2 separate regions of the Mus musculus genome follow, and region 2 is linked to region 1. A link is a contact called in public promoter capture Hi-C data. All regions are on one chromosome and are shown on one strand. The core of a region is the stretch at or near the end of the contact, and the rest is flanking DNA. Distances in the headings are between cores, read along the strand shown. Region 1 holds the start of Mga (MAX gene associated). Region 2 overlaps Ehd4 (EH-domain containing 4).

What was found. Promoter capture Hi-C pulls out the DNA fragments that hold promoters and counts their contacts.
Region 2: a promoter capture Hi-C map of pre-B cells shows a contact between it and region 1, with 2.2 times the contacts expected there. The contact joins the enhancer-like site here to the promoter of Mga in region 1. A contact is called at or near these places in 3 of 39 promoter capture datasets (erythroid cells, neural stem cells and pre-B cells), 2 of 484 Hi-C or Micro-C datasets (neutrophils and pre-B cells) and 1 of 115 datasets of contacts at active chromatin or transcription factors (microglia).

The regions. Positions count from the first base shown.
Region 1 is chr2:119,894,877-119,900,796 of GRCm38.p6, forward strand. It overlaps Mga (MAX gene associated), which reads left to right and starts at 2,352. Exons shown (of 24, transcript NM_013720.2): 1 at 2,352-2,470.
Region 2 is chr2:120,132,287-120,138,206 of GRCm38.p6, forward strand. It overlaps Ehd4 (EH-domain containing 4), which reads right to left. Exons shown (of 6, transcript NM_133838.4): 2 at 4,613-4,789. Among named protein-coding and RNA genes, the nearest start is that of Ehd4, 19 kb to the right of the region's middle. Within about 2 kb of position 2,540, at least 106 of the 459 cell types and tissues checked have an H3K27ac peak or open chromatin away from gene starts, as enhancers often do. A contact at or near this core is called in microglia, neural stem cells and pre-B cells, where this site is marked.

The DNA.
Region 1 (5,920 bases), core at 1,102-3,601:
AGCAGTGCCATCTATTTATTTGTACCCAGAGGTGGAGCCAGGAGGATCAGAAGTTCAGTCATCTTTGACTATGTGATTTTGAAGCCAGCAAGGGATACATGAAACCCTACTATAAGCAAAAATGGTTACTTGGTAAATCTAAACTGAATCACTGAAATAAGTATAGCTATATTATTAATTGTAGATTAGAATATAAAAACACAAATGCTCAAAGAACTCTCAGACTCTTACTTTTTATAGGCTAACTAGACTCCACTTTGAAAACTTATGGGTATTGTACCTATTAAGGGATCTAATGCTGCATCTTAGAAATTTGTTGTTACCTAAAACAAATTAATCTGGAGGACCATTTCAGTAGTTGAGAGAAAAGCAGTAGGGTGAGCAAGCTGTAAATCTTGTCACCTGTAGGGAGATGGAGTTGTAAGAAAGTCATGCCTTTTGAGTCAGCAATGGAGGTCTGCAAGAAGCTCTAGAAATTGTGAGAAGAGGTCTTCAGAGAAAACAATGAGAAAGCCCTGAATGTGAGGGCAGACATTCTTAGGATTTTGGGAAAGTGATTGACAATATGCTCAGGAAACTAGCTACTCAGTAATGAAAATCAGTAATTGTTGAAAATTGAAATCTGGTATTTCATGTTTGCTTGGAGCAGGGAAAGAGCACCAAAGAGCATTTCTGTTGTACTTTCCCATGCAAGTTGTTCTCGTAGATTTTTCCAATTAGAGATGCTATTTGGGTTGTCTTTTTTTGAGATGCTACCGAGTCATTCATACCTTAGGGGCAGACATTTTACTAGTAAATAAACTCAAATTTTAGTCTCAGAAAAATGAGATTTTTTTGAGAAACCATTATAACCCTCGAGAAGGCATCTTGGTTTAGTAGGAAAGGTTCTTGAGTCAGAGAAGAGGAACGTGTTAAAGAAATGGTTTTCAGTCTTCTAAGATCTTGAATGGTTTTCCTGAATCATGGATTTCAGAAGTCTGTAAACTTTAGTTCAGTTTCTGCCTATGTGTTGCGTATCTCCTCAGGAATAAATAGCTAAGTGAAACGAAGCAAGTCAGATCAACCCTGTTGGCTATCCTTGTCCTTCCTCTTGGCTCCATCCTTACATTCTTGGTTTCCTTCAAAGTGTTTGTATTGTCACTTAGCACAAAATAAGTTTTTCTATTATCTCTTGAGAGTGAAAAGTTTGGGAATATGGACTGCATTTTATGTTTTCTACTTAATTATTTCGTAATTACTCCTTTTCACTTTAAACATTTACTGGTAGGTTAGCAGCATGAAAGTAGTAAATGGTAGAGAAAAAAACCTAAAATTTTTGATGTTTGGTTGAGAATTATTGCTCTCTGACTTAGTTTGGCAATTGTCTGACATACTTGTTGGTTAATGTTTTCTTTACATTTTTAAGCTTCATTGTCTTGAAGAAGCAACAACAACAACAAAAATATACATTGTTGGTTAATGTTTTCTTTACATTTTTAAGCTTCATTGTCTTGAAGAAGCAACAACAACAACAAAAATATTCTTGACCATTTCTTTTTAAGACATCTTTCATCTTGGTATCAGGCAATTTAGTGGCAGCTCTTTTTCCTTTATAGAACCTTTCTTTGCTTTGCTTTTCATTCCAGCACGGTGTCTTGGCAGCCTAGCCTACTCTGGAACGTGAACTCACTATAGAATTCAGGTTAGCCTCGAACTCGCAGCAATCCTGCTTCAGCCTCAGTGTTGAGAATATAGGCATAAACTTCCATTCTCTGCGCTCAACAAGGCTTTCTCGAATTTTCCTAGTGTTCTTTGTTGGCGAATATTGGAAAATTGCTTACTCTTCTTTCGTGGTGTTTGCTTCAAGCTTTTCCAGTGTTCTGGTACTTTCCAACCCCATAGCACTTTGTACAGGAGGTCCTCCGTTTTTTTTTTTTTTTTTTTTTTTTTTTTGAAGGATTTGCGAAGCCAGGAGGTCTATGAAGCTTCATGTGGGTGGGGCTGGGTACGGCAGGGGCGGGGCCGGTGAGAAGTCTCTGGGAAAGGCTGAAGAGTCTTGTTGGGAAAGGCCTGGAGGGCAGTGGTTTCAGAATTTTCACGAAGGCTTCGAATACAGGATTGAGCGTATTGTGTACCTCTCTCCTGTCTCTCCTTTCCTGATTCTGGAAGCTTCATAAGTTCTTTCTGGATTACTAAAATGCGAAAAGGCTACGGCTTCGGCTCCGTGGGCGGAACCCAAGGGTCCTGACGCTGCTCCGGGCTGTTTGGCCTCCTGATGTTGGGGGAGGGGCAAAGAGGTGCTGCTCGCGCCTCCCTATGCGCCTGCGCGGTCGGCTCCAAGCTGGTAGGAGCGCGTGCGCAGTGACGTGGACATCCGGTGCGTGCGCAGGCTCTTCAGCTGAAGCGGACACACGGTGTGCGAACCCTTCAGAATAACCCTCCCCTAGAGGGATGTGAAGGACTCGGGGTGAGGCCGGCCACGCCCCGCACGGTAACTCTCGGGCCTGGGTGGAGGGCGTCGCTTCAATAGTGGCCCGATTGGAGTTTTTTTGAGTTTAAACCACTTGTGTATTTGAACGGCTTGCCCAGCGTTCCGCAGAGAGAGCTTCGCACGCCTGGGCCTGGCTGGGCCTTACGCTGTGCAGCCTTTGGTCCCTTGAGCGAGTTGCGCATGTCATCTCGCACGCCTCCCCGACCTCACTTCCGTGTCGCTCGGAGAACTAACTAGGAACATCGACGCCGGAGACCGAGACCACGAGGCGGGCGGGGTGAGAAGTGCCTACGGCACGGCCCTGCCCTCGCGTGCGTGGGGTGTTGAACAGCATGGCACGTTCCGCGTGACGATTTCTAGCCTGGTTATCGATGGAATAAGCACAGGTTTTAAGAGTTCAGCTCTCTGAGTTTCAACTCTCCGAGGGAAACAACCAATGTCTGTTTCTCCAAGGAACTGGATGCAGTGTTTTGACACCTATTCAAACATTTCCTAGCGTGTAATTTCGGGTCAAATTGAGGCAAGGCCCCGAATTTAATGAGGGGGCGATGAGTGAGTTGAATGAGAGTGAGAACTTTGTAAACAAAGGAGCTGTGATTTGTAAGTGCTAATTCGAAGGCGGAGAAAACAGGTAGGGAACAGGTGGTGGTTCCTTTTTCTCTTTCTGGGGTAACCTGACTGGTTTTCTGTCCATAGGACTTCCCGTTTCTGTTGAATTTTCAAGTACGTCTTTGAGTCGAGTGTAAGGTGCGCAAGGGCATTAGCCTTCTCTTTCGTTCCCCAAGAATGTCTCTTTTTCTCTGGCAAAAGGATGGTAGCAGGCATGGGTGAAGAGTGCCTGAAGAGTGGCTTGATTAGTAGAACGGGAAAAATCTCCGTCTGAGGGAGACCCACTCTTGTTCGCGTCGCCGAAGCCGACACGTGGATCTTGAGAAGTTAGGGCTCACTTATGCTCAGTCTGTGGGTGTTGTTGAGCTTGCCAAGCTTGCGTGTCCAAGTGCTTGGTCAACTCTGCCTGTCTTGCTGGCTTTTTGCGCACGACGCTGCTGCAGTTAAGGTGCAGGAGAGTAGCGAGAGGACTGCTGGGAAATGGGCTGGCGGGGTGACTAGTTGTGTAGTCTCCAAGGTAACCGAAAGCGGCTGAACAGCCTTAGGAACACAGGGTTCCGCCTGGCTGCACGTGATCCTTGGGACTCTACCCTGGAAGAGTTTTCTTTGCGACATTTTTTTCATGTTTGTGGCTAGCTGAAAAGCGAGTAACTGGAGGCTGTTTTATTTTTTTATACATAGGTAGTAAGTTGTGTCCACTTAACTGCAACACAAGTGAAAGACCTGAAATTTCATTCCCTGGGTGCATTGGCATATTTATTTCAAATTTGCTGTCCATTTCTGCAGTAAAGGTTAGTTTTTCAGGTTCTACTTAGTAACCCATAGGCAACTAAAAGCTTGTTAACTTGAATTGTTTCAGATTAATACCTACAAATGGAGATATGTAAAAAATTTGAGTTTCAAAATGCGATTTAATTTAATCAAAAGACAAACACCATAGTGAGCCTCCTGTATAGTAGTACATTTATCGTTTAAAAGGACATGGTTAGCATGGGCAACATTTAGAATGTGTTGACCATCATTTGAAATTTGTGTTTTAAAAGTAATATATTGATTTCGAATTTTGACTTGGTGTAGTTGAGTATGTAAATCATTTAATTGGGTTGCTACATAGTGTGTTTTATGGGTTGTATCAGGGTGACCATTATAATAAAAATTTCCCAAAGTTACAATTAATGCATCTTGCTACATTGTTTTAAATGACGTCTGTTAGAGAGTGTGAATATGTGTAGTGGGGGGACTGAGAATTTCTCTTTTTTTTAGATTAATTTATACGAGTACATTGTCACTGTCTTCAGACACATCAGATCTGAAGAAAGCATCAGATCCCATTACAGATGGTTGTGAGCCACCATGCGGTTGCTGCGAATTAAACTCAGGACCTCTGGAAGAGCAATCAGTACTCTTAACAACCATTGAACTATCTCTCTAGCCCAGGAATTTCTCTCTTTACAACTTAGTTTAAGGCCCTTTCCAACCCGTACTTTAATCTAGGTAAATGCTTGATGAGGAAAGGCTGAACCAAAAACTAGCCTGGCCTATGAGATTCTCCTGCCTCAGCCTCCCCAGTGCTGGGATTAAAGGTTTGCACCACCAGCCTGTGTTCTTTATTAAAACGTTAAGAGAGCAAAATACAGAGTACTTTAGAATATTGCCAGAATGGATTTCTTTTTTCTTTCTTGGAGTAGCCTAGCACTTCTAAAGTACATTTGATTTTAGCAGTGGACATTAAGGTTATCTTAGAGTTTAAGAGTAGTCTTTGTATGTGTGAAACAACATATTTCAAGCTGTAGATGAGAAAAATCAAGCATGGGATGGGGATATACAGTTCAGTGGTAAACCCACTTGTGAGAATGGTTCAGTGGTAAACCCACTTGTGAGAATCACTATCTGGTTAGGTTATCAGCACTATGGGCAGTAGGGTCTGGGGGATTCTTCTGTGTGTGTGTGTGTGTGTGCACGTGTGCACGCGCACGCGCGCGTGCCTTTTTCTTTTTCCTCTTTTTTCTAAATTTTTTATTATATATTTTCTTCATTTACATTTCAAATGCTATCCCGAAATTCCCCTATACCCTCCCCCCAGGATTCTTCTTTTAATTATTGCCACGTGCCTCAAGTTTATGATAGCTTGGGGTCATAAATTGGTCTTTGATTTTATGTATTTTGGTTAACTGGTGCAATAAATTGGTTGGTTTAAGTTTTTTGATTTAGTTGTTTTTTTTGTTTGTTTGTTTTTAGATTTATTTATTATATGTGAGTACACTGTAGCTGTCTTTAGACACTCCAGAAGAGGGCGACAGATCTCATTAGGGATGGTTGTGAGCCACCATGTGGTTGCTGGGATTTGAAATCAGGACCTTAAGTTAGTGTTCTTAACCACTGAGCCACATCTCCAACCCTTTTGGTTTAGTTTTTGAAAAGACTTTATGCAAGTCTACAAGTTCTGACTTTTCCTGTTTTTCATACATATTTTTATATTTTTATTAGATGTCTATGTACAAAGTTGAAATAAAGCAATTTGTATTTTTTTCCCCTTTGGGGGAAGGGATGGGGCAGGCAGAGTGTCATATAGCTCAGACTGGCTTTGAATTTTTTATGTAGTTGTGAACTTTTAATTTTCCTGCCTTGGTGTTTGGGTTTATAGGCATACAATGCATTCCATGTCAGCCTAGCTAATAGTGAGACATTGTCTCAAAAGAAACAGATATCAAGTTAAACTCCTCGTTTATCTATGGTCATGGATGTTAGGGCTCTAGTATTAAAAAGTAGATCCCCTCCAGGTAAGCTCCTCAACACAAGAGTGGCCAGGCCCCACCCCTGAGGGCTTCCAGCTGCCAGACT
Region 2 (5,920 bases), core at 1,290-3,789, 240 kb after region 1:
TGGTACCAGGCAGAAATGTGGCACACAAACACACATATAGGCAAAACATCCATGTGCATAAAATAAAAATAAATCAAACAACAAACAAACAACAAGTTGGGCAGTGGTGGTGCATGCTTTTAAACCCAGTGACAGAGACAGAAAGAGAGACTAAAGAAATTACTTTCTTTTGTGAAAAACAGTCATTAAAATTATACTAGACACTAAAACTAAAAACAATATACAAGGCTATCTGTAGTTTAAGAATGCTGCCATCTTTAGAAAAGTAAGCTGAGGGAAACCTATAACATCTAATTTACAACAGACTGCCAGAGGAAACTGTCAGGCGCTGACTGAAGACACTGGTGTCTTTCAGGACTCATAGGTAGGGTGCTTTGGGCAGTGTCTGTGTCTTCTGTGTGGTGAACTGCCCCCTGATACAGGCTGGGATAGCAACCCCATGGCACAGCTCCAAAATGGGGCACAGTGAAACTTCTCTCAGATGAAGCAGCGTGGTGGAGGGAAGTTGAAACACTGATTGTTAAAGCCTCATTTCCATCAAACATTGTTCTAGACTTACCTCTTCCTTGTATTGTTCAAGTGTGCTGGTTCCTAATTCAAACCTGTCTTTTCAGAGACTCTTCTCCATTTCACTGAAATGCATCACTGACTCATTAGTCTCTAAACAATCAGCCTAGTGGACTCAGGTCCCCAAGGTCTGCTTAATGGCGAAGGTGCTGTCACCCTACAGGCACCACTTGACTTTAAGTACCCTAAGAGGTAATTAACTCTTTTAAAGATGCCCTTGGGAGCAGTGGCTAAAGCCATGAGAGGCCCCTGTCATCAAGACTTAGGGAGAAAGCTCTACACAGAAAACAACTGGTTTTCCTTCCTACTATATTTTGACCTAGTTTCCAGAAAAAGTGTGTCATACTAAGAGTTCCAGACTTTGACACTAACCCTGCTGTATCCCAGAGAGCTCTCACACACACACACACACACCATATACACACAAGTTTGAATGCCTCACCCTAACTGATGTTCTTTCTTATGCACTGTGTGAGACAGCTGCCTTGTCATACAGATACCTCTTAATTGGGCTGTCAGCATTGTGGATTTCCATGAGGCACATCTTGTACTTGTGAGTCTCACACAGGCACAGCCATCAGGATGGCTTGAGAGACAGACATTCCTCATTGCTGGAGTACAAGGTAGCAAAGGGTAGGAAGAGGGAAACCTGAATTTTGCCTCTTCCTGATCACCATTTCTTACTAGTGAACTGGCCATTGTATTCTCTGTTAATCCCACAAGTATAGTGCTGATAAAATTATGCAAACTATACCCTGGGAGATAGTCTCTTCTCCATTGTTTCATGTTATCCTGAAGTTAAATAGGGACAGCAGACAGAGTTTAAACACTGCACCTCTGGACAGCTCAGCACTGTGGTCTCTAGGCCTGGGTTCTAATCCTAACACTGCCCCTAGGCTGAGTGCCCCAAAGGCATGATCTTACCCTCACTGCTCATCAGTTCCTCATCACTGCAGCCTCCACATGCACCTTCATAAGGACTGCAGGTTACTCGAGCTCAGCTTTCCATGATGCATATACAAGTAATGCTAGGACAGTGATGGACATATGTCGTAGAGTTGTTTGGGTTTTGTTTTTCTGTTTCCCTGGACTCAATGTGACTGCACAATGCATGGGCTATTTTCAGCCCATTTTAAATTCTAAGAGAGTAAAGCCTGCCATTTAAAATCTCTCCTCTATACTTTTCTCCCAAACTCATCTGCTCTAAAGTTTGAGATCTAAAACACATTGTTATTTCAGGAAAGCAAATTATTTGAGAAAGTAAAACAAACCAATAACCATTCTTCCTGCATATTCCCTTAGAAGTATGGACTTTGCTAAATGAGATTTTGAAAAAAAAAAAGTCAGCTTATTTCTCTTTAAAGTTCTGTCAGGAAAAGAAAAAGAGCACACACACAACAGGCAAGGGCAATGAGTGTTAGGATTCTAAGGCAGTCTTCCAGGAGGGAGGCTACTGGGCCTGCCTCTGTCTAGACCAGAGATGGGACAAGTCTGCTTATTGCTCACTCATGTCCTGTGCACCCAGAAAGCACCTGATTGATGTGCTTGTGTGGGGGATGTGGGTGTGGGTGTGAATGCATGCATGTGTCTTGTCTCAGTTTCCTTGGACTTGGTTCATTCATTTTGTTCTGAGACACTCAAGACCTTGGGTTCTTTCCCTGGGTCCTGGGCTTAACTACTGCACAAGGAGACACTGTCACTGCTCTGGAGTTAAGGCACAGCCCCTCCTGCACAGGGGAAGTCATCTGGACAGTGCTCTGTAAGTCACTGTGAATGACAAGAATAAGCTTTCACATGACTCCACCTACATGTCCCTCACACTCCTGCTTGCCCAGGCCAGTTCTCTTTCTGCCCATCAATGTGTTATCATTGTTTGCAACAGGAGCATCTGAATGTCTTTAAGGGGGTTCTGTGCACAGAGGGAAACTTGGAGGCTGCCTGGGCTCTCAGGACAGCCACTGTACAAGTGTTCACTCCAGAGTCCTCATGAATGGAGCCTCCCAGGCTCTGATAGGCCTGGGAAGGGGGGGGGGAAGGAGGGAGTGTTGCTCTTATTTTTAGAAACATCTAGAAAGAAGAAGTGATCTCAGGTCTCCTGCTGAGCCTCAGTGCCAGCCCTACTTCCTCTCCCTAAGCAGCTGGAGTGGCCCTCCACTTCTAGCTGATGGCTGGCCCCCACTCTCTAAAGCCAGACTCAGAAAAGAGGAAAAAGAGGGGTGTGGAGGAATGGCAGGAAAGAAGAGGAAAGGGTTTTTAAGAAGAAAACACACACATACAAAACAAAAGCAGAAATTGACAAATAACATTACCTCAAACTAAAAACTCTGCACAGAAGAGAAATAATCAACAGAGCGAAAAACAATCTATGTAACGGGAAAACATTCATCAGGGTGTTGATAATCTAGACTACATAATGAACCCAAAAGTAAAGACAGCAACTCCCAAACAACCAATAATAATAATAAAAAAATGGCCAAATGATCTCAAAAGAAATAAAAATGTCAGTTAAACACAAGAAAAAATGCTCAGTATCGTTAACTATCACCATCAGGGAAATACAAATCAATGGGATCCCACCTCGCTCGCATCAGAATGGATATTATTTTGAAGGCTGGTGATAATGTGGAGGAGAAACGCACCTTTATGCACTGTAGTGATGTCAGGTGGGGCAGTCACTATGGAAAACATAGTACCCTCAAATAACAAAGAGCCACCTGTCACTTGCCATCTCATTCCTGTGTAGCTAATATACCTGAAGAAATGAAACTGGGCGCACAGGAGATGCTTGCCCAGCCATGGTTACCGTGGCACTATTCACAGAGAAAATATGAAAGCAGCTCAGGTAGCCATCAACAAAGGACAAGATAAGAAAATACGGTAGTCAGTTCTGGGGATAGCTGCAATTTTAGCTACTAGAAGATAGGCGCAGGAGTTCAAGGCCAGCCTGGGCAAGATCCTGGGACCCCCTCCAAAAAAAAAAAAAAGTAAAAAGAGGACTGAGGTTATAGCTCAGTGGTAGAACACATGAGAACACTATGTTCAATCCCTAGCCACAGTACAAAAGAGAAGAAAGAAAATGTGATATATGCATGCAATAGAGTATTACTTGGCCATGAAAAGAAAATCTTGTCATTTGTAGCAAAATGGAATCAGAGAATGTCATGTTATGTGAAATAAGCCAGATACAAAAAGAAAAGAATTGCATGTTCTCTTTCATATATATTAGAACCAAACAAGCTAAATAAAATAATTAAAAAATAAAATAAAGAAAAATTCTTGGGTGAGGGGAGAAAGAAGGAAAGATGGGAAGGAGGGAGGGGACACAGTGGAGCAGAAAGGTCAGTAGACCTCATCCTACTGCGGAGCTGCAGCAGAAGGCCTACCCGACTAAGACCTCAGCTACACTGGAAAAGTCTGCTGACAGACAACCAAGCTTGGGGCACAGACAAAACACACCCCCAATCAAGGCAGAGCAACCCATATCTATCTATATCTAGAACAATTATGTATATGCCATGTATATAAGCTCACTTTTGGGTTTTACCCTATCTCAGCCTGCCCTGCTCCAGGGAATAAGGACAGAGCTCAAAGCTTAGGAATGAAAGGCTAAAGGAACACTCAGGAAGGTGAGGCAACCTGTCCTGAATCAAAAGACCAAATCTGGGTGTCAGGGACCTTACGTCTTCTCTGGGCTAAACTTCCTGAGTGTGGAAAGCCCTGCATACCATACCAGAGAGGTGGCTATCTTACAGCTACTTAATACTACTAGTGACAGAAACTAAACACCCTTAACTAATTCTGTGCAAATCGCATTACTCGCCATTTGTCTTCATACTGAGGAGCTACAACATCCAATCTTGGGCCTTGGCTATGCTCAGTCACTTGGAACAGATTTGAGTAAAGTAAGATTGATTAGCAACCCTCCCCACCCCCATCCCACCCCCACCCCTACCCTCTCCTCTTCCAGAACAGACATGCTCTGTCTTGTCTGGACTCCACAAATAATAGGCAATAGTCAACCAGAGGACAGCTTGCCGGTCCTTACCTGTTCAGGAAAGCATTTCCAAAGCGACTAAGCTTTCGGAATGGCTTTTTGGGATCCACAACTAAAGCATTCCCAGGGGTGCTTCCCTCAGTCTCCCCATACATCACAGCAATGAAGGAATCTGTGGTTGGCTCTGGACCAATTCTCATGCCTGGGAAATCTTGCTCCAGTAAGTATCTGGAAAAGAAAAGAAAAGAGCATGATGTCACAGACAAGAAGCCAGAGCGCTGCCTGGGGTTACCCAACAACTCAGACACTCTCATTAAAAGTCAGAGGTTCAGGGTCATTCTTTATTATATACAAGTTTGAAGCGAACCTAGGTTACATGAGGCCCTGTCTCAAAAATCAGAACAACCCAAAACCAAAAGTAGATATCTGAGGTCCCACTGACATAATAGATGCCAACTTAGGAGAGGCATTACCCAGTTACCTCACCATTCCTACACGTTCTGGACTACTGCTGAACTCACAACCCCTTAGAAAAGTGTCCCTGGCCTGCATGGATAGCACCTTCTCTATGGTTCCCAGGCACCGTGTGTAAGTTGCCGTCACTGTATGTCAGGCGTCCTGGGAATAAGCAGGGAATGACTAGGGTCAGGGGAGGGAGTTTCTGTAGCTCCCTACTCCAACACTAAACCATCCTTGCTTCTATAAATCCTGACGAGTCAAATGTAGCCTGTGACTATTTCTGGGGATAGAAAGAGAGAACTAAAAGTCAAATGCCAAACACAATTTGCCATCACTATGAGGAGAAGTGAAACTTCTTTCTTATGTAAACAAAATGAAAATTAAGCAATATTAGTAGGCTTTACCCGAAACCCTTTTTTTCTATCATTGCTACTTTTAACTTTTTGTTTGTTTGTTTGTTTGTTTTTCAAGACAGGGTTTCTCTGTGTAGCCCTGGCTGTCCTGGAACTCACTCTGCAGACCAGGCTGGCCTTGAACTCAGAAATCCGCCTGCCTCTGCCTCCCAAGTGCTGGAATTAAAGACGTGGGCCACCACTGTCCGGGGTGCTACTTTTAACTTTACCCAAAGTTTTTACATTTCTGTGAAACTGCAGAGATCCAGAATAGGTGCATTGTTCTAAGATGTCCCGTAATTTGAGAGTAATCATGAAAAAAAAAATCAACTGGTAATAACTCCTAGCATTTACTGAAAAGACATAAAGTCTTATGCATGCACCTTGCCTTATATATGCACTATGCCTTATGAATGCATTGTCTTATGTATGCACACACTGATACCTTATGCATGTACAAAACCATATGCATGTACTGTGTCCTATGTATGCATTATACCTTATGCAT